5 separate regions of the Mus musculus genome follow, and regions 1, 2, 3 and 5 are each linked to region 4. Evidence: chromatin contacts called from public ChIA-PET, HiChIP or PLAC-seq and promoter capture Hi-C data. All regions are on one chromosome and are shown on one strand. The core of a region is the stretch at or near the end of the contact, and the rest is flanking DNA. Distances in the headings are between cores, read along the strand shown. Region 1 holds the start of Cox18 (cytochrome c oxidase assembly protein 18). Region 2 holds the start of Ankrd17 (ankyrin repeat domain 17). Region 3 holds the start of Ppbp (pro-platelet basic protein). Region 4 holds the start of Odaph (odontogenesis associated phosphoprotein). Region 5 holds the start of Mthfd2l (methylenetetrahydrofolate dehydrogenase (NADP+ dependent) 2-like).

Evidence for each region. Promoter capture Hi-C pulls out the DNA fragments that hold promoters and counts their contacts. ChIA-PET counts read pairs in DNA pulled down with a chosen protein or histone mark. HiChIP or PLAC-seq counts read pairs in DNA pulled down with a chosen protein or histone mark.
Region 1: a contact with region 4 is called in a promoter capture Hi-C map of pre-B cells. The contact joins the promoter of Cox18 here to the promoter of Odaph in region 4. A contact is called at or near these places in 2 of 39 promoter capture datasets (hippocampal neurons and pre-B cells) and 1 of 115 datasets of contacts at active chromatin or transcription factors (large pre-B cells).
Region 2: a contact with region 4 is called in an RNA polymerase II ChIA-PET map of memory CD8 T cells, with 11 times the contacts expected there. The contact joins the promoter of Ankrd17 here to the promoter of Odaph in region 4. A contact is called at or near these places in 4 of 39 promoter capture datasets (hippocampal neurons, liver and pre-B cells), 2 of 115 datasets of contacts at active chromatin or transcription factors (memory CD8 T cells and pancreatic cancer cells) and 1 of 9 other capture datasets (macrophages).
Region 3: a FOXA1 HiChIP or PLAC-seq map of pancreatic cancer cells shows a contact between it and region 4. The contact joins the promoter of Ppbp here to the promoter of Odaph in region 4. A contact is called at or near these places in 2 of 39 promoter capture datasets (hippocampal neurons and pre-B cells) and 1 of 115 datasets of contacts at active chromatin or transcription factors (pancreatic cancer cells).
Region 5: an H3K27ac HiChIP or PLAC-seq map of embryonic stem cells shows a contact between it and region 4, with 8 times the contacts expected there. The contact joins the promoter of Mthfd2l here to the promoter of Odaph in region 4. A contact is called at or near these places in 13 of 39 promoter capture datasets (the 3T3-L1 cell line, 3T3-L1-derived adipocytes, cranial neural crest and 8 more), 1 of 15 datasets of contacts at CTCF or cohesin (the NIH/3T3 cell line), 1 of 484 Hi-C or Micro-C datasets (bone marrow-derived macrophages), 1 of 115 datasets of contacts at active chromatin or transcription factors (embryonic stem cells) and 1 of 9 other capture datasets (liver).

Annotation. Positions count from the first base shown.
Region 1 is chr5:90,222,689-90,226,843 of GRCm38.p6, reverse strand. Cox18 (cytochrome c oxidase assembly protein 18) reads left to right here and starts at 2,848. Exons shown (of 6, transcript NM_001033310.3): 1 at 2,848-3,228. The coding sequence starts at 2,905.
Region 2 is chr5:90,364,040-90,367,804 of GRCm38.p6, reverse strand. It overlaps Ankrd17 (ankyrin repeat domain 17), which reads left to right and starts at 1,620. Exons shown (of 34, transcript NM_030886.2): 1 at 1,620-2,138. The coding sequence starts at 1,758. Gm9958 (predicted gene 9958) reads right to left here and starts at 808. Exons shown (of 1, transcript NR_045618.1): 1 at 1-808.
Region 3 is chr5:90,767,138-90,771,407 of GRCm38.p6, reverse strand. It overlaps Ppbp (pro-platelet basic protein), which reads right to left and starts at 2,890. Exons shown (of 3, transcript NM_023785.3): 1 at 2,685-2,890; 2 at 2,226-2,355; 3 at 1,345-2,091. The coding sequence starts at 2,805. The coding sequence ends at 2,001.
Region 4 is chr5:91,986,182-91,990,502 of GRCm38.p6, reverse strand. Odaph (odontogenesis associated phosphoprotein) reads right to left here and starts at 3,030. Exons shown (of 2, transcript NM_001177577.1): 1 at 2,945-3,030. The coding sequence starts at 3,008.
Region 5 is chr5:90,929,510-90,933,794 of GRCm38.p6, reverse strand. Mthfd2l (methylenetetrahydrofolate dehydrogenase (NADP+ dependent) 2-like) reads right to left here and starts at 2,599. Exons shown (of 8, transcript NM_026788.1): 1 at 2,362-2,599. The coding sequence starts at 2,477.

The DNA of each region.
Region 1 (4,155 bases), core at 1,599-4,098, 1.8 Mb after region 4:
CCAACAGGGCTACATAGTGAGACCCTGTCTCAACTTCCCCCCCAAAGCAAAAATATACCTGAGTCTGACTTGAAGGGGTTATTTTTTATAATTTCTCATAAGAATTTGCCTCATATGTATTTTCTTAAATTTTCCTAAAGAAGTTTAGAAATTTTATTTGGACTATGAGCCCTGTAAAATGACAATATAACTTATATTAAAATTTTGAGCAGTGTGCTAATATTCTATAATAAACATGTTGAGGTTTAGGGTTTGAAGGTTAGTAAGATACTTGTCTAGTATATGTCATGCTGCTTAATCCTAGCCCTGAAAAATTCAATTGCAGGTGGTGGCACATGCCTGGTGCTTGTGGTCCCAGCACTTTGTAGCTGAAGTTGGCATGGAACACTGGATCTTCCTGCCTCTGCCTACTAAGCGCTGGGTTTCTGCTGAGCAGGTGCTGCTTGCTTTCATCCCATCGTAAGGTAGAAAAATGGTGTGGAGGGGGAGGCCGAAGATTGTTATGCATTCCTTGAGTTTGCTATGTAGTCTAGGCACTGACCTCAGCTTGTGGCAATCCTCCAACCCTTGCTTTTTGAGTGTGGATACAGATCTGTGCCACTGTACTCCTCTCCCTCCACCCACCCACCCACACACACACACACATACCCCCTTGGATTAGACTGGAACTCAGCAGGTAACCCAGGATGGCCTCAAGCATACCTTGCTGCCTCTTAAAAACTGTGTGTGTGTGTGTGATTGATAGATTTACTGTGCAGGTGTCTGAGACCAGAAGAGAGAAGAGGGTGTTGCTGGGGTGGCAGATAGTTGTTTGTGAATGGCTTGAGGTCAGAGCTAGAAGGTGAACTTGAGTTCTCTGAAGGAGTAACAGGCCATCTCTCCAGCCCCCTTAGATGGTTCTCTTCAAAGAAGTCAAAAGTTAAGAAGAAAAATGAGTTGTATGACACAAGTAAAATTGAAAAAATTGATGGCAAGTACTGAGAAGTGTGTGTGTATTTATACACATTTATATACAGAAACATTTATATATTTTATATATATTTCAGGGAGCTATTGCAAGCGGTGGCCCCTTAATTTTTAGGTGTTCAGAGAAGGATCTTGGGAGAGACCCAGACTTGAATTCTTAACCTCCCTTTGCCTCCCTCAGGCACTAGTGCATGAGGTTTTCTCAAAAGTACACTTCAGCCTGAATTACAGTGAGTCCTTGAATAGCCTGTGCTACAGAGAGAACATATTGTATATCTCAAGGGCCTATGGGGGAGGCATAAAGCTATGCCTGATAACCTCAATCCAATCCTTAGAATTCTCAAGTGGTCTCTGATACCACATGAGTTTCCTCCTCAGGGTTAGTGTTAGATTTACAGACACGTCATATGCACATTATTAAGAAGACAAAAAGTTAAATATGCTCATATATGCAACATCACAAAATAAGTATTAAGAAGTTTAGTTCACATAACAATATATGGGTTTAGTTTTTAAATTTATTTCCATTACTTTGACATGAATGCAGGTGTGCAGTTTTATCAGAAGAGGTTGTCAGTTACCTGTAGCTGTAGAAAAAAATTGTTAAAGATTTTAATAACTGCTTGAAATTTTTGGTTTAGGGTTTGTGAACAATAGATCTACAAATAACAGGCTTATTTATTACACATAATAAATTTACCTACTTTCCCAGTGTTGAGAATTAATTCTAGGTTCTCATGTATGGTAAGTTGGGACTTGGGGGAGTTGTTTTTAAGTAACTTCTCTGGCTTAAGGCCATCTTGGAAGGGCCTACTGGATATTAACAGTTTTATGGAAATACGGTGGTTTCTTAAACTAGCAAGAGATAAGTGAGCTGTTTTTAAAAGGGATTATGCTATGGGAACTAAAGGCAGGTTACCCAAGTTTCAGAAAATACGCTATCTGACAGCTTTGGTAGGTGTTCAATAAAGTAGAGGACAGTGTCCACAGTTTGGCTTTACCAAACATGGGAGAGGTTTCTAAAAACTCAATTCACTTTGGCCTACCCTAGGAGTGGGCACTTCGTTGTTCCATTTATTTTCTGTTGACAGGAACACGAATGTGAAAAACACACAGTTGTTAAAAGCCCTGTGCATTCCATTTAACCGTTGAAGCAAAATTGTGCTGTTGATGGAATTCATTTTGTAAAATGAAAAATAGTATTTTTCCCTGCTCCTTATTATGATGGTGATTCTTCTTCTTATTTATTTATTTCGTTTTTTTCTTTTCTTTTTTTTTTTTTGGTTTTTCGAGACAGGGTTTCTCTTTATAGCCCTGGCTGTCCTGGAACTCACTCAGTAGACCAGGCTGGCCTCGAACTCAGAAATTCGCCTGCCTCTGCCTCCCAAGTGCTGGGATTAAAGGCGTGCGCCACCACTCGGCATTTCTGCATTCTGTTTATAAAGGAATACAGAATGCTAACCGGAACAGATAAAGACATTTAGGTCTTATTATAAAGTAGAGCTGCCTAGGGGGATAAAGGACGCAGACTTAACACTGACCGAGCCAGAAACACTATTCCCAAAGTAGGTGTTTCAGCAGTGCGTAGAGAAAACGGAGATAGATGCTGCGCGCCTTGGGCGGAAACAGCCGAGTCACAAAAAGTACTCAAGCCACAATTTCCTTGAGTGGAAACTGAAACTCAACAGCAAGGCAGTTTGCTCGCCCCGCCTACCCCTGCAGTTCCGGTTCCCGCTCTGAACTCCACCCCAGCAAGGAAAGGAGTTAAGAGAGCCTCAAGCGGCTCATTGCCGCGTGGGAAAGGCGGAGTCTTACGTCATCTCTAGCGCGACACTGGACAGGGCTTTCGGCTGGGAAGGTCAGGCGTGGCCTCGGGTTCGCGCATGCGCGCAACCTCCTGGTGCTAGTGCTCTAGTTGGCCGCCCGCTCCGTGTAACCATGCTGTGCCGGTCGTGTGCCGGGTGGCTCAGGTCGCTGCCCACCCTGCGGCTCCCGGCACCGGGATCACCGCCCGCCTGGAGCAGCGCGCGGCTCCCAGCCCTTCCGGTATGGGCAGCCGCTTCGGTGTCTGCGGCCTCTCCAGGTGGCTGGTATGAGGCCCTGGCAGCGTCGGCGCCGGTGCGCACCGCGGAGGAAGTGCTGCTGGGCGCGCAGGAGGCTACCGGCCTCCCCTGGTGGAGCAACATCATACTCAGCACCGTTGCCCTGCGCGGTGCTGTCACTCTGCCCCTGGCCGCCTATCAGCACTACATCCTGGCTAAGGTGAGGGGCGTCGGTCCCCGTGCTGCCTGCCTGCTAGTGTTAACATGGAGGCTAAAATAATTTAGTTAGCATTGCATGTTAAATGATGGTTGGTGACTCGAGTACCTTCCAGTTCACCCGACCTACCAAGTATTTATTCGAAATACAAGTGCCTCCCAAATGTTCGGTTGAGACCAATATTCAGAAGAAATGGCACGGAGGAACCTGAAACATTAGGGTCATAAACATTTTAAGAGTCTGCAGCATCATTTGTCACTATTGATACTGCTCTTTATTACTAGAAAGGTATCACTAAGTTAGCAGTTTCCAGACATGAATTCTTCCTCTGGGCCTACCACCTACTACCCTGTATCTGATGGATTGAAACTTCGAGTTGGCTTTTTAGGAACTCTGTTCAGTGGAATTGGTATAACGTTACCTCCCCCATGGCTGTGCCTGGGGGTGGGGGTGGGGTAAGTCAAGATTTTAATTTGAGTCACAGAGGATTGCCAGGAAGGGAGCAGCAGCATTGAGCCAGGAAGCATTCACAGTGAGGTGTTAACACTGGAATGCTGTTTTCTCTCTCCTGGGAAATGTAGGGATGGAACAGTAAGAACCAGGATGCAGTTTTCATTTACTCGAAATCCTATGGAGGAGGTGCTGTTAGATATGCTACATACTGGGAATCAGGATTTCAGGTTATGCACAGCCAGAAACAGAAAACATCAGGTACCCATAACCAAGAAGTTGCAGTTGGTTTAACTCAGTATGGTTGCCAAGATCACGCAGATAGATGTACAGGCAAGGAATTTAAATCTGGGGTCAAAGATACTTTAAGCAAACTAATATCTAATAGAGTTTTCTTAAATGTTTTCGATTACAAGTGTGATCAGTAAACAACATTTGTATATGGTCTAGGGAACAGAGACTAGAACTGTGAGTTTGGTT
Region 2 (3,765 bases), core at 371-2,870, 1.6 Mb after region 4:
TACTGGAACTCAGCTTTAGGCAGATGTTTAGCATTTTGTATATTTACTATTACACACAGAGAAGCCCCTGGAAACACAGACTCTGATTTCAGAGATAACACACACAGTAGACACATGAAGTTTTGCCTCAATGAATTGATTTAGTCATCACCAATTCGTCTGTGGTACTCCGTAGTGTACTGGCAACTGCCCACATTTCATATGGTATGCCAGTACTAAAAAGAAAATGCAAAAAAAAAAAAAAATTAAAAAATAAATAAAATAAATCAGGCACTCAGCTAAACTTAGAAGTCTTAAAATGGTAACTTTGTCAGTTGAGGGACTTTTTTATCTTGTGCCAGTACATCTGTCTTTGATGTTTGCTTTATTTTCCTTATGTCACTACTCGTACTAGCCCAGAAATGGCTAATTCTGAGTTCAATAAGCTACATAAACATGACACGGTGGTGTACAGACCCATATAATCTCAGGAAGATCGCCAGTTCAAGGCTAGCCTGGGCTACACTGGAGACGTCTGTTTGAAGAAGAAAGCTACATTTCAATCGGTCTGCAAGTTTTCTAAGTACTCAAAATGATCTCAGAATCCAGACCGAGAAATGCATACGATGATGGCCCAGCTCCCACACCCACCTCTTCGGAAGTGTATAGTCTTAAAAATCACTAGATTCCGTTCCTGCACATTACAAAGGTGTACAAAATAGTCAGATTTAGGAAGCCTAGGACCCGAGACTCAAACTCGGACAAGAGTTTTCTAAGTGAGGACGTGATCGCTCCAAGGGATGGTGGAGGGGAAACAGTTTTCTTTTGGACCTGACTTCAGTCTCTCTCCTCTCACGAAGTTCTCTCGGAAGATCCAATGCTCTCTGGCTTAGGCGGTGGAGAAAATGGCCAGGCAGGAAAAGTCCATCCAGGAGGTCCGGGGCGAGGCCCCACCTCCCGGATCTGAGGGGCCAGGCCTCGCGCTCGCCCAGCTTCCCCCGCGCTTCTGCGCTCGCCCCCGACTTAGCCCGGGCCCCACTGCTCGCCATCCCACTGCCTCTGCTTCCCTGCGCCCACGCACGCACGCTCGATCGCTCGCTCGCTCGCGGGGGAGCCCACTCCCCGGCCCTGGAGTCTGCACTTGGGAGAGGCAGGCAGGGCTCCGCGCTCGCGCGGCCGCCGCGGCGCCGGCTGATGGCGTCACCCGCGCTTCCGCCTGCGGCTGCGTTCTAATACGAAGCCAGGAAGGAAGGAGGGAGGGCTGCAGGGCTGTGTGTGTGGGGGAAGTAGCGCGGAGAAGACAAGCCACCCAGGCGCTCGTTCGCCCGCCCGCTTGCTCGCTCGCTCGTTCATTCGCTCGCCCGCCCGCCCGCCCGCGGTCCCTGCTTGCGGTCCCCGCTCAGACTCGGTCTCCCCAGAGGAAGCCACTCCAGGCGCACTCCCCCGGCGGCTCCTTCCGGACGCCTGCTCGGCTTTCCCGGGCACGGCGTTCGCGCTCCGCCTCGCCCCCCCTCAGCCCTCCCGCTCTCTCTCCCTCCCTCCCTTCCCTCCCTCCCTCTCTCCCTCCCTCCGCCAAGCTCCCCGCCCTTAGTATCGCGAGACGAGGTGAGAGCTGGCGGAGCGGCGGCGGCGGCGGCGGCAGTAGAGGTGACCGAGGCGGTGGCGGCGGCGGCGGCCCGGAGCGCTGTGTCGGCCCCGGCGCGACCGAAGTCGCGGTAGAGCGGAGCCCCCCCACGCCCCTCCCCCGTCCGCGTCCCCCACCCCCTCTTCCCGCGGGGATGGAGAAGGCGACGGTTCCGGCGGCGGCTGAGGGAGAAGGGAGTCCCCCGGCGGCGGCGGCAGTGGCGGCCCCCCCCGCGGCGGCGGCGGCGGAGGTCGGCGGCGGGGCTCGCCCGGCCTCTTCTCCTCGTGGGATGGTGCGAGTCTGCGACCTGCTCCTGAAGAAGAAGCCACCGCAGCAACAGCAGCAGCAGCAGCCGCCGCACCACAAGGCCAAGCGGAACCGGACTTGCCGACCCCCGAGCAGCAGCGAAAGCAGCAGCGACAGCGACAACAGCGGCGGCGGTGGCGGTGGAGGAGGAGGAGGAGGCGGCGGCACCAGCAGCAACAACAGCGAGGAAGAGGAGGACGACGACGACGAGGAAGAGGAGGTTTCTGAGGCAAGGGCCTGGTTTCACCTCGAGGAGGGCGGAAGGGACCGTGGAGGGCCTAAGGTGGGAGGGGACTCGCGGTGGGACCGAGCCCTCGGGGCTTACGATCTGCCCTGAGGGACCGGGCTTTCGGCTGCCCCCTTTCTTTGCTCGGCCTGAGTCGTGAGGTGTGGGGACGTGGGGGAGGGTAGCTGACACGTGGGGGTGGGAGGACCGGAGAGTGCACGGAGTTGCCGAGAAGCTGGCTAGCCGAGGATGCTGCTTCGCAGGGTGAAGGGTGGAGGGATTGATTGGTCGGATTCCCGGGTGGCACTTTGGGGCCGAAGGGTGGTCTCTCTGGGGCCAGTAAGGCCACCTCATTCCCGGGGCGGGGGCGGAGCTAAAGCGGGAGGGGTAAGATAATAGGTAGGAGAGTCTCCGGGGGACCGACTGCGAGCTTGGTAGTTTTCTGTCAGTGGAAGGTGGCCGGGAGCAGTTGTGGAGGGGCGGTAAGATTGTAATGGACTCGGAGCTAAGTATTTGTATCTGGGAGAGACACGTGAGAGGCTGTACTTTTCCATACTGTTTTGCTGCAGGGCTTTTTCTTTTCTCTTTCTCTCTCTCTCTCTCTCTCTCTCTCTCTAAACTCGTGGCTGCTGAAGTACTCTTCGCTTCCTCGATTTGTGAAAGATTTATGGATGAGCCGATCTTCTATCCCTCCATATGCGTTTACAAGTGACTTAGTACGTAAAAATTGTTAGGTGCTCTGCGTGTATGTGTAATAATCCATCGGGTTCTCCCTTAATAAGAAATAATCAAACCATACCCCGCTTTTATTTAATTAACTTTATTTATTTATCTATTGTAAAGTAAGCAGGGATGAAGTGTCTGTTTTGCACCCGGGCATGGTTGTGATTGGGATAGGGAGGCCTTATGTTCTAGTGATCTGGTTTCATAACTCCTTATAGTTTTTCCTGGGTCTACAGACAGGCGGCGTTGTAGGACCTTATTCCTTTTAACCCAAAAGCTTAATGAACCATACTGATAGCAAACTATGACCTACCAGTTGTTAGTTCTTTTAGAACAAACCCTTTTGTCAATATTAGGAAATGGAAGCTTTAAACACCCAAATATGGAGGAAATAGTAACTCGAGGCAGCAGAGGGAAAGAAGCTGTAAAAGTTGATTCTAAAGAGAAGACTAATTGAATTATCCAGAAATACTGCGTGCCACACTAGAGCCTGGTAAAAGGCTGCTTTTGAGTTAATTTGATTTCTTCTTTCCCATCCAGGTTCTGTTTATGTAGAGACCTTGGAAAGAGACTTGAGGCTCACCTGTTAGCAATAAGACAAACATTTTTTCCCTAACCTTAGATGAAGCTACATCGTAGAAAAAAGTTCTAAGAGTAGGAATATATATACCTCCAAACTTGTCCCTTCTGTTATTTCTATTGGGCCTATTGTGGTAAATGTGTATGGGTAGTTTGTACTTGCTTATTGATTGATTCTGGACAGCGTGTTGCTCAGGCTTCATTGTAAGCAATGTAGGCAAGGCTTAGTGTCTAGCAGGCCTAAGGCCCTAGACACCCTTAAATCAAACAAACACAAAAGAGAAAGCAAAACTTTAATATTGAAACAATGATGAGAAGGACGTGATGG
Region 3 (4,270 bases), core at 1,641-4,140, 1.2 Mb after region 4:
TTTCTCTCCATTTAAAGAAAAGAATCCAGTTCAGGTGCACAAGAGTAAAAGATGCTCTCACCTCAAGAAGAAGAAGCACAGTGTAATGAGTGCCACAGTAAGATCCAGGCTTGTTGGCTTTCAGAGAGAGACTGCCTCAGAGAGGCACGGCTGGTTTTAATAATTGGAGCGAAGCTAATGAAAATGGCTAGAGACTCTGTTCACTGCTTTATCACATGTTTATGGACATTTACATAGTTATTACTGAATTAAGTGTTCATTTTATGGATAAAATATCCACAGGCCTGACCCTCTGGTGGTAGAGATAGAGAAGGAAACTCTCCTCCATGCTGAGTTTGAGTGAACTACATGTTTAGCATATAAGTGTGTCCTAAAGTCCATGTACAGGTTGGAGGAGATGACATTTTCTCTTTCTCCAAGACCAGGATATAGTAGGGGGAGTTCTGAATAAAGTAGTATCTATGTACCTATAATTGATGATATGTAGTGCTGTCTTCTTAGGGAAGGAAGGACCAGCGAAAGGGTCAAGTTCCAATGGTTAACGAGCAAGGTTTCCAATGTGCAATCTGATCATTTATTTTCTAAGGCAGGTTTCTTTGAGCTCTGTTGGGAATTGAACCCAGGGCCTCCCACATACTGGGCAAGTATTCTACCACTGAGCTATACTTCTAACCGAAGGCAAGTCTCATGATTTCTTAAATGTCAGGTTTCCTCCCTTTCTGCAATATGAGGAGAGCTAGCAGCTCTGCTAATAGCCTAACGATTATATGTGACTCATTGTGACACACAGTCTTTAAAACATTTTTAAGTCCTTTTCTTTCTCTTATCAACTCTATTAAACAGCTAGAGACCATTCCCATTTTAGAGATGAGGAAACTAAGGCACAGAGCAGGTCAGCAGCCTAACAAAACTGAAATGGCTACTAGGCAGGGTTCCTATAGCTCGGGGGGGTATGCCTAGCATCTTTCAATTCTTGATAGTGTAGGGCATTTAAAATGGCACAACCTAGTGACTTTACCTGGCAATATTAAGAAAGAAAACAAAACAAAACAAAAATAGAGGTCTAGGAATGTGGCCCAGTGGCAGAAAACTTGCTTAGCATACATGATGCCCCAAAGTTCAGTGAGAGAGAGAGAGAGAGAGAGAGAGAGAGAGAGAGAGAGAGAGAGAGAGAATGGATATAGAAAACCTTTAATAGTACATCAGACCCATCATATTTCTTTGTTGCAGACAATAGTGGCGTTTTTAAAAACAGTTTGTGTTAAACCCTTTTTCACCTCACACTTTTGGTGCTACTGGTGTTAAACATATTCACTATAAAGTAAATGACCACTACTTGCAGAATTTACTTTCTATGATTTTATTGTGTTCAGTTTCAAGTAAACATATGTAAAATGTTGCAGAGGTTGCTTGGAAACAAGACATTCTAGGGATAAGACATTGGAAAAACATGGTCATGACCAGAGCGAAAACTGCTTGACTCCAGGCGATTTCCGTTGCAATTGACCACTACGAAATTTATCATTATATATGTATATAACAATGCTCAATGGGAAAAAAAAGCAGCCATGGATTTGAAGAGAGCAAGGATGGGTATATAGAAGGGTTCAGAGGGAGAAAAATGAAAGGGGAAGGGATGTAATTATAATCTCAAAACTAAAAGAAATAATTATTAAAAACACAGAATGAAAACTTGACATAGTACATTTGAAAAGAAAAGCTCAAATAGAGAAATGCAGGACATGTCAGAATGCTTAGCCAAGAACTGCAGAAATAGACCATAAATTGCAGGTTGCAACTTGGCTTGCCCGTCTTCATCATTGTTTGTTTGTTTGTTGTGACATTCTTTATCATGCCTTCTCAGAATACAGTGTGATTTCTGAGACAGAACGAGAGAACATCCCAATTTCAAAGTGGAAAAATAATTCTACCAAGTCCAGATTTCAAACCCTCAACCCTTCCTGAGCAGGAAAATGGTTTGGCACAGATGAAGCAGCTGGTCAGTAACCTTCCAAGATTTTCATGACGATTCTCTTGACGCCAGGGGCATTTGGGTCCAGGCACGTTTTTTGTCCATTCTTCAGTGTGGCTCTGCCAAAGAGAAAATGATGGTCTGTGTACAACAGCCTCTCTGTCAGAACAGATCCATGAGGAGGGAGGAAAGAGGAAAAGAGTGGAGAGGGTTTCTATAATGACAATAGCAGAACAAAGAATCAGGGACTTACATCACTTCCACATCAGCACAGTGAACTCCTGGCCTGTACACATTCACAAGGGAGATAGAATTGAATGGGATTCCAGAGATGGTATTCGTACATCTGCAGCGCAGTTCGATATATGGGTCCATGCCATCAGCTACAATGGAGCACAAGTCTTAATTGGTGACTATGCATTATTCTCCTCCCTTTCCTAACTTGTAAATTGAAGGCAATTGCCCCTCTTTCCCACAAACATGGTGAATAGGATCTGTAAACTTTGAATGGCAAAGCTAGCAGATTGTCTTCCATGTAACGAAGTCCTCATAAGTATGTCTTAGAATTCTTAGTCACTACATCCTCCAAACCCAGAAGCACTGATACAATCCATGCACATACCCCAAGCCCCACCATGAGCACCACAAGCCGCTTAGACACATGATGAAGGGAAGCAGCCTTCATACTCATCTTTCCCTGAATTTCTCTTACATTTTCCAGCTGTAAGGGGAGCCAGCGCAACAAGGATCAGGCCCAGCAGCAGCAAGATCTGGAGGTTATGAAGTGGGCAGGCCCTGGTGCAGGACGATGTAGGTCTGAGTCTGAAGCCCATAATGAAGAGCAGTGAGCTAGAACTGTCCCCAGAGCCAGGAGGGAACAACGTGAGGCTGAGCTGCCCAGAACACTGCTGCTATGTTGCTTTATATGCCTCCAGACCTCTTTTTATACTGCCGAAGAGGTGGGGAAGGGGAAGTGAGTGTATGTGGCTCTGTAACCATAAAAGGATGGTCAAGCTGTGTCCAACCCATATCAACCAGACAGGTTAAAAATCCTGCAGAGTTAGCTACCAGTTCTGCATCAGTTCATCCACATTCCTGCTGTTTCTCTCTGGCTCTGATTCATACAGATGCATAGCCCCCGACTTAGAGGTCAGACCTAGGTCAGATCACTGCATTCTCTGTGTGAGCAGGTAGTCACAGGCCACACCTTTTCTACAAAGTAGTTTTGGGGCTTAGTGGACTCTTGAGCATACTTTCAGTCACAAGCCTGTGGTCTTTGAGGAGGAGCTTCTCTACTCCCACCAAATGACAGAGAGAGTTCCTGTGCTGGTTCCTGCTGGGTATCAGAATTTGTAAGGTGTGTGGGGTGAAAAATATTGAGTCACTTAATATGAAGGATTCACTTTGGGTGTGAGTTTATGGGCTTCTCTCTGTCTTCTGAGTAAATTACCTTCTTTTGATTTTATCCAAATATGTAAATAAAAATTTCTTTATGTAAGAAATTACTTGTTTCTACTGTATGAGTGTACAAAAATATCAAGATCAACTTATTTGTTGTCTCTTTTATTTTTAATGAAATATTCATACACTCTAGGCATATGAAAATTAAATATGCCCCTTTCCCTTCACAGTTACTCCACACTACTGCTTTTCAATGGTAGCCATCTGTAGCTACCATTGCCAAGTAAAAGTTTGGCATTTCTATTGTAGATGCATTTATATGTATATATTTATGGAGACACACATTAACCACAGATGCACAGGAAGATCGCGCTGTACAGAAGCACGAGTCTATAGGAGTCGCTGGTTTACACATCTTCTAAAACTCAGAGGGAAATGGAAAGAATTTTTAACATTATTCACAAGCTTCCCATTTCTGGCCACCACAAACAACTCTCCCCATTCTTGACAGTATTTATGGGCTTCACTGTACATTTTTCTCCATGTTTAACGCCACTTAAACTTTTTTTCCGTGTTCAATTGTTAAGGTTACTCTAGTTCTTTGAGAGGAACTGTATAAAGTATCTTAGGTGCAAGGAACACTCAGTGTACAACAAGCTGGCTTCAAACTCACAGTGTTTCTCAACCTGTGGGTTTTGACCTTTTGAGGGTCAAACAACCCATTCACAGAGTCACATATCAGATATCCTGCATAATAATATATAATTACATTGTAATCATAAAAGTGGCAAAATTGCAGTTATGAAGTTGCAATGAAAATAATTTTATGATTAGGGGTCACCACTACACGAGGAACTGAGTTAAAGGGTCACAGCATTAGAAAGGCTGAGAACCACT
Region 4 (4,321 bases), core at 1,781-4,280:
GCCAGCCTGGTCTATAGAGTGAGTTCCAGGACAGCCAGGGCTACACAGAGAAACCCTGTCTCAAAAAACAAAAACAAAAACAAACAATCAAACAAACATCTGGAGAGGCAGGGCAGCATGATATTCCAGAGGCAGGGTCCCTGCTTCTAATACTGTGACTAAGGACAGATCACCTCACCCCTGAGGGTTTTTTTTTCCCTTATTTGAAAGATGTAAGAATAGTATGGTCTATCCAATGGGCTTATGAAATTATCCAAGATAAGATATTAACGGTTCTGGGAGATACCCTTTGCATAGTACACATTTATTAAGTTAGCAATTGTTATTGTTAATTGTTAAGGTTGTGAATGTTATAGAAGGATTTTTAGCAGCACAAGCTTCACTTCTTAGGTTTATCTGTTTATCTTTTATATAAGATCTGTGTGTATCAAGGTAAGGGTAGGACTAAAGTACATAATAACTATAAGACTAGGAACTCTGTGAAGACGAGGGATTATTGATTCTGTTGGTCATTGCTGATGTCTTCAGCACCTGGAACACTCCCTGGATGGCAGTGTTATCCTTGAAGACTTGGTGTATCTCTGAATGACTAGGCAGACACTGGCTGTTCTTCTCGGTGTTTTTGTGGTACTCAGCGAGAATTTAATTCCAGCCTTAGAGTGTTTTAAATAATAATTTATATTTAAAATTATAGTATTATATAATACAAGCCAAAATATTGTTTGAAGTTTGGATGTCAGTCTTAAATGGGCTTATTATAGTCTAGACGTGAAATTTGTATCATACCCCCAAACTAGCTCGATTTTTTAAAAAAAGAGGTAATGATGAGAAGATCTTTTTATAATTACCTGTGCTCTGTGGTTTATCTGGGCAGTCAAGAGCTGTTTTGTAGAGAGCTGTAGTGATTTTTATAGCAGCAAGCCTGGGTCTACCCACGCCATTCTTCCTTACAGAGCACCTGGAATCTTAGATTTCCCATGCCCATTCAGACTCCAGCCACAAAGAAATACCAATGCCGTGGTTAACTGACTCATAATAACTGTAACTCAATTCATTTTGTGGACACCAAGAACGATTGGCTATTTTTGTAAAATTCATCACTTGAAAGATAAAGAATTTAGAGCCCAGAAAATGTGCTAAACTCCCCGTCCCCCCTTCAGGATGCTGTACGTCGGGTCAACCGTGTGCACATCCCATATTACATGCTGAATTGAGCGCTGTGATGACAAAACCATAGCGCCTGTCTCTGAGGATTGGAAAGAGATTAGATACAGACAGATCTGCCAGTCAGGCATGGAACATACACTGCAGGTGAGGCACAGACTGCTTTGACAATCCAAAGATGTCAGAGAAAAACAACCTATTTTACAATAAAGTGCCTCCAGAAAGACTTGTAAGTGTGATATTACAGTAGCATTTAATTGCTGTTACTCGAAGCAGAACTGCAGAGAGCAGATGTGAGGCAGGAAAGGAGCAGGTGCTCTTGGACGGCGAAGGGCACAGGGACACATGTGAGCCTTCCTGCTGGGCAGTCAGTCCCAGAGGACAAGCAGAAATGAGTGATGACCTAGAACCTGTGCTGCCAAGCTCAGAGACCAAATCTCACCTTTCAGACGAAATTTTTATTTGTTTGTCTGGGGACATTGTCTCACTATGTAACCCTGGCTTTCCATTCTGAAACTTGCTACATAGACTAGGCTGGCCTTGAACTCGCAGATATCTTTCCGGCTTCTGCCTCTGAGTGTCAGGATCAGAGGCACACACCACTGTGTTCAGCCCTCAAAGGATAGTTTTAGATATAAATAATTGAAATCTCGAATCTCGTTATAACCTATTTAGCTATTTTCAAAGCCTCAAGAGAACAAAACAAGAGATGTCAACAAATTTGCTCTGTGACTACATGTGCCCCATAAGCTGGAAAGAAGGTGGCCTCTTTTTCAGCAGATGTCCATAACCTCATCTTGGGAATTGAGGAACTGCTGCCCTGTGATAGCTGTAGTCTGTGCAGAGGCTGGGTTAGGGGATCTCTGGGTATCTAGCAACAAGTTCTGATGCCTCTCCCTGTCTCCAGTCTGTCTCAGACATTGTGTGACAACTGCAGAGAAAATGTTGGAAGATGAATGGAGTCTCACTGAACCCCTTGAAAAGCTTCCCTAGGTCAGGGAATGTAAGTGGGCGAGAGGCTCTGTCCAACACTGGATCCCTCCTCACTGAACAGCACCTACGTCTGCATTTAAAGTCAATTACGAAAACAAATGCTAGATGCAGGGCCCCCAGGTTCTCCTTCCTATTCCTTTCTCCTATCTTCCATATCTTCCCTTGGGCAGGGACTTGAAATCCAATGTCCATGCTCAGAGCATCTGCAGGTTCAGTGGAGAGCAAGGGGGAGGAGTGCAGGGTTGGGGGGGGGGTGCTGGGGGAGGGGAGAATGGGAGCAAGGGAGAAATTAGTCAGCCTCAGGAAATCTGCTCACCTTGGTAGAGCCAAGACACAGCTCATCAGGTATGATTCATTAAAGCAATAAACAAAGACTCAGCCTGAAGAGCTGGCTGCTGGAAATGGAAGGAAGCAGACAGTGCTATAATTCCACATAAACACTGTTAGCTCCATAACCGATAACCGTAGTAACAACAGTAGCCTTGATGCAGTGCTTTTAATGTGCAGAGGCTTTTGCTTATAGCTCAGTTGTCCTCTCCAGCCCCACAACAATGCATAATCATATATAATGTTCAAGTATACCCTAAAATCACAGAGGTAACGCTAAGACTGGGATCCAGGTCTTCAGGTGAGCCACCCCAGCCTTTCATTTCATTCACACAGGCTGATGGTAGCAAAGAAACATTTCCAACATATGGAAATATGTAACCATGGAAGCCACCTTTGTTTTCCTGTATGGTATTATTTATCTAACCCACACACAGTAGGTAAAAACTCAGACTCTTACCTTCTGCTGTAGTTACCACCAACCAGCTGACCAGTAACCAGGAGACATGGAAAGCTGGAGCCATGGCTTCTGCCCTGAGCACTCACTGCTCTGGGCCCCAGGCTGCTTTAAAGGAGAGTGAGTGAGTTGGCAGCAGCCTGAGTCAGGCAATTTGCATTTGCATAGTGGACCACAACCACCCGGACCTGTGGTGGGAGAGTAAGAAACTCTCAAGGAAATACCAGACAGTCTTCGTCAACCTGAAGCTTCTGGTAATGCCAGGCAAGCGTCACGCACCTCTCCTTCACTCTGGACTGAAGGAAGCCACCTTACCTTCACTACCCTGTCAGTTCCAAACACTCCCCACCTCAGTGCCTTCTCTTCACTTGTAACCATGGCTCTCCAGCTGCAAGGGAAGGTATTTTGGTTTCTTTTCTATTGCTATGACAAAAACACTATGACCTGACCAAGGCAGCTTATAGAACCTTCTAATGCTGCGACCCTTTAATACAGCTCCTCATGTTGTGGTAACTCCCCCTTTCCCCAACCATAACATTATTGCATTGCTACTTCATAACTAATTTTGCCACTATTGTGAATCCTAATGGAAATATCTGATATGCAGGATATCTGATATTCGACCCCCATGAAAGGGTCTTTTATCCCCTAAAGGGGTCATAACCCACGGGGTCGAGAGCCACTTTTATAAAAGAAAGAATTTATTTGGGCTGACAGTTTCAGATGGTGAGCCCATGGCCACCAAGGTGGGGAATCATGGCAGCAGACAGGCAGGCATGGTGCTGGAGCAGTATCTGAGAACTTATATCTTATCCACAGGCCTGAGACAGAGAGAGATCTAATGTGAAGTGGTATGGGTTTTTGAAACGTCAAAGTCTACCCCTATGCCTCCCAATTCTTCCCAAATAGTTCCACCAACTTCAGATCAAGCATTCAAATGCATGAGCCTATTAGAGCCATTTTCATTCAAACTCCCCACAGAAAAGAACTACCTTAGCTCCTCACCACATAGCTTGACTTCCTGGAGCAAATCATGAGGGAAGAGGAGATTTCCTGATCCAGGTGTTTGAAGAAGCTGCTGTTAGATTCTGACCCAAGTGTATGGTTCTTCTCTGCCCTATGTCTGCCCATGAGGGAAGGGCCATGGGTAGAAAAGTGTCTTTCCTTGTGGCCACTATGGTCATTGTTTAAACAAAAATGAAGAAACCTGGAGCATAACTTAATAAGCCTACTTTCTAGACTTTCTTCTAAGTCACCAACTTGCTTGTAAGATGAACATGTGTCTTGGTCACTGTTATAGTGCTGTAAAGAGACACCAAGACTAAGGCAACTCTTACAGAGAAAGCATTAGATGGGGGCTGGCTTACAGTATTAGAGGGT
Region 5 (4,285 bases), core at 1,350-3,849, 1.1 Mb after region 4:
AGGAATGATGGAAGTCGTGCAGAACTACCCCTGTTGTGGGGTAGTTTCTCTCTCTCTCTCTCTCTCTCTCTCTCTCTCTCTCTCTCTCTCTCTCCTTGAGACCAGTACTAGCTAATGTGCAAAGTCTATGACATTCCTGCCCCACAGGGCTGGCTTGGCAGCTGCTAAGTTCCTCCCAGTGAAAAGCACAAGCCCCAGACTTATGCAGTGTTTTAAACCACAGCCATCCTGACTGGTAAAATCCCTACACAGTACCACAAAGAGCGAATAATTTAAGCTCCAAGATGATTTTTTTAAACATTTTTGACCATGTAAGTAGTTCTTTTCACAACAAAAGAAGCTCCAAAAAAAATAGAAAGACATCTATGTATTTACATTAATTTCCCTCATTTATTAAGCTGTAATTTTCATGCATAAATAGGATAGCTAACAAAGAATTTTGAAGGGAAAAGTTATTGCAAAATGAATAGTAAATAATGTTATGAGATCTTATAGCTTCCAAATTGAATCAAATATTATTTCTTGAAATTCAACATACTAAATTAACCTTCCATGTAAAGAATACTTAGTGTGTTCCATTTTTATAGGTGTCTACTGAGACAAGAAATAAAAAAACGTCAACAATCTTTTTCCACTTAAGGGCTCTAAAATGTGACAAATTGGTTAATTTAAAATAGTTAATGTCACTGAGGAAAGAGTTTATGTAATCAAGGATAATTTCCAATAAAAAAATATACTATGATTCAAATGTCATGCCAACAGGAATGATGTTAAGTGTGACAATGAGGGACCAGACAAATGAGGTGTCACTTAAAAAGATGACTGAATGGGGAGGCAGACAGTGGCAACCTCTGGAAGATGGAGTCTCTTCTCTCTGCTGGCCCTAGAAGAGAAAAGAGACACCAATAAACATCAACACACTGTCCAAATTCCTCCCCACCCGAGATACACCAGTCTGCTGGTGTTTCTCATCTTCACAGCCAGCCTTGCCTTCAGGTAAAGCGGTCAGGGCCAAAAGAAAGGTCAAAAAAGTACCACCATATCCGAACTTGGTTAGTGCCGTCTTAAAAAGCAAAAACGCTACAAAATGGCATTTCTTTTCTTACATAATTGTAATCTGCATCAAACAGAATGGGAAGCAGGCAGGCACAAAGTAATGTCTTTTATCATCACAGTTTGAAAGAAATAGTCTTCCAAAACAGACTGCACCTTTAATTCTAAGGTATCAGAGTTCAAACCCAAGGCCTGCCACCAGACCAAACTACAAATTGCAAGATGGGAAGTTTCTATGAATGGATGGATATCTATGTGTTTGTGGGTGTGGAGCATGTGGCTACAACCAAATACTGAGGTTGTAACTGTTGTTTCAGTAGGAATTAGGCAAGGAGCAAATGGGGAGATGGAGACATCGAACTGATGAAGGGACATTAATCAACTTATACACTAACAAAAAAATTACCATTATTCTAGAGGGAAGCACTAAAAACTTGAAATTCCAAGGATAATGATTTAAATAGGATACTCTTGGTAGACAACCCCTTCAAGTCTGGATTGCAAACAGAACCCTTACAAATCTGTTCTTCCAAGGGAGGAGAGCACTCTGGCTAAACAGCAAATCCCAACGCTGCTACTACAGGCCAACAGTGTACAGCAATAGAATTCCGAAGCTGTATCATTTACCACACATCCTCTTCTATAGACCTAGTCACTACAAACCATCTCCGAAGTTAAGACTACAGAAAGAACTTTAAATTTCAGTGACTCAAAACTAAGATCCAAATACGTATGATGGGGAGTTAATTTAAATCACACAGCACCTATGGGCACAGCCTCACTGTACTTTTCCTTGAGGACACAAAGTGACTATAAACCGTCAAGCGAGAGTCTCCAGCCACCTAAGAAGCACTGGAAGTTTACAAATGAGTTTTTCTGAACTCGAAGGCCCTGGGCAAGACACTATGCATTGCTGTTGTTCCATAGGTTGGATTCCCCAGCAGACAAGGGACGCTGCGGCAGCGTGGCCTGTTCCTGGGCACCACGGTGTCTTTTCATTGTCCCGGGCAGCAACCAAATCCGAAGGCTGCCAAGCGCCCTACAAGCGGAGAGGCCAGCCTGGACTGCATGCAGTTTAAGGAAACTGTAAGACATTCCGAGGTGGGAAAGATTACAGCAAGCCGGTGACAAAGGACTAAAGAAACAGAAACGCTGGACTACAGGTCTGCACAGCGCCTACTCCTCCTCGCACAAGAACAGTCTGAACAAAGCCGCGGCCCATTGCCTGAGCGCCTCGCACCGCGGCCACCCCGGGCCTCCGCAGGCCCCGCCGCCGCCCAGCGCGCGGCCCCTGCCCGCAGCTCCTACCTCCGGCCGCTGCTCCCGAAGCCGCGCCACGCGCGCTCGGCGACGCCCGGGGCTCGCACAGGCCCTCGGCCCAGACGGCCCCGGAGCAGCGAGAAGCCGCGGGCCCGCGTCGCCATGCCTCGCCGTCCGCCTCCGGGGGTCCCGCGGTCAGCTCAGCGACACGCCCGGGGCCCTCAGCAGGGTTCCGGGGCGCGGGGCGGGGCCGAGCCCCGAGAAGGCAGAGGCGGCACCGCTGGTGGCCGCGGGGTGGCGGGCGACTTGGCTCCAACCCGTGCACGCTGTCGCCACGGGAGCACAGGGAAGTCCTCGGCCGTTCTTGCAGGCAGCAAGGCCCCCTTGTGCCCCAGGCCCAGCTCTAGTCCCTGGTCTCGTTTCCATGGTTACAGGGAGGGCAGCTTGGAGCAGTAAAGTTGTTGCAGGTCTTTGCTTTTCACTCCCTGTGCGACCTTAAGATGCATTGAAAAAGAAACTCAAGGAGAGGAAGAAACAAAGATGTCCTTGGGATTTCTATCAGTCTTCAGCATCCTTGACACTTCCAGAAGATCCTAGAGTTTGTGGAACCTTAAAGCAGAGGGAGTTTGCAATGAGAAAGCAAAAATCATCTGCAAAGCTAACAGGAAATATTCCTCCCAAGGTCAAGCTGTGGCAGTGATGCGAGGGGCAAGAGCTGTTTAGACTACTGTCTGACTGAGGAAACTAGTTATGGAAAGTCCCAGATGTTAGAGAGCTTGTTCTGTGAAAAAACCATCAAGAACAGTGGTGCAATGTCTGTCTGGTAGAAGGCATTTAATCACAGAAAGAAAACATAGAAGAAAATCTTGGCATCGAGACTTTTTATGTAACACTTTATCATAGTGTATAAAAAAAATTTAAATTTCTGCTGTGGGGGAAAAATAAACCTGTTAAGAGAATGAAAAGGCAAGGAAAAAGTTTCGTTGAGGGGTGGGTGTTTGTAAAATACTTGTTGTGAACTTGTACCCCAAATATACAAGTGTAGTCTCCCCTCCCCCAGCCTGAAACCTGCTTGCTCAGGGGTGGAGCTTCCTGCTCATTCGTTCTGCCACGCCCACTGCTGGAACCTGAGGAGCCACACACGTGCACCTTTCTACTGGACCCGAGATTATTCGGCGGGAATCGGGTCCCCTCCCCCTTCCTTCATAACTAGTGTCGCAACAATAAAATTTGAGCCTTGATCAGAGTAACTGTCTTGGCTACATTCTTTTCTCTCGCCACCTAGCCCCTCTTCTCTTCCAGGTTTCCAAAATGCCTTTTCAGGCTAGAACCCAGGTTGTGGTCTGCTGGCCGGACACAACAATTGGTGAACCAACTCGGGACTGAGAAACGGCAAAGGATTTTTGGAAGAGACGCTGCTGGTTCGGAGCTCCATAAAATAAAGGATAAGGGAAATTCATACCGGAGAAGGTATGGGCTAAGCTGAGACAGCGTTAAACCCGAGCGCTGGTTCACTTAGGTTCAGCAGTGAGGAGCTGGGTAATAGGCGGTAGGCCGTAGCTCTCCGAAGCTACATGAGGTGTGAGAAAAGAAAGGGTTTATTAAAAGGAATAGGCAGATTGCCCCAGTTAATAAAAAATGCATCATAAGGGAGGAAAATGTCCCAAAAAGCAGAGAGAAATATCTCTCTGGGCCTTATAGCAGGAGTACTCTGTTCCCTTTTGTGTCTTGTCTAATGTCCGGTGCACCAATCTGTTCTCGTGTTCAATTCATGTATGTTCGTGTCCAGTCTGTATGAATGAATGTTCTATGTTTTATGTTGGATAATAAAGATGGTATAAAAAACTTTATCTGCAAAGCCGAGAGCTGCCACGTGTTTCAGCCAGGAATCAGACACATGGCGGGAGGGCCCCTGCTGGAAAAACTGTTCGTTTTAGGAAATAAGGGCGAGTGCACAGCCTCTAAGTTTCGG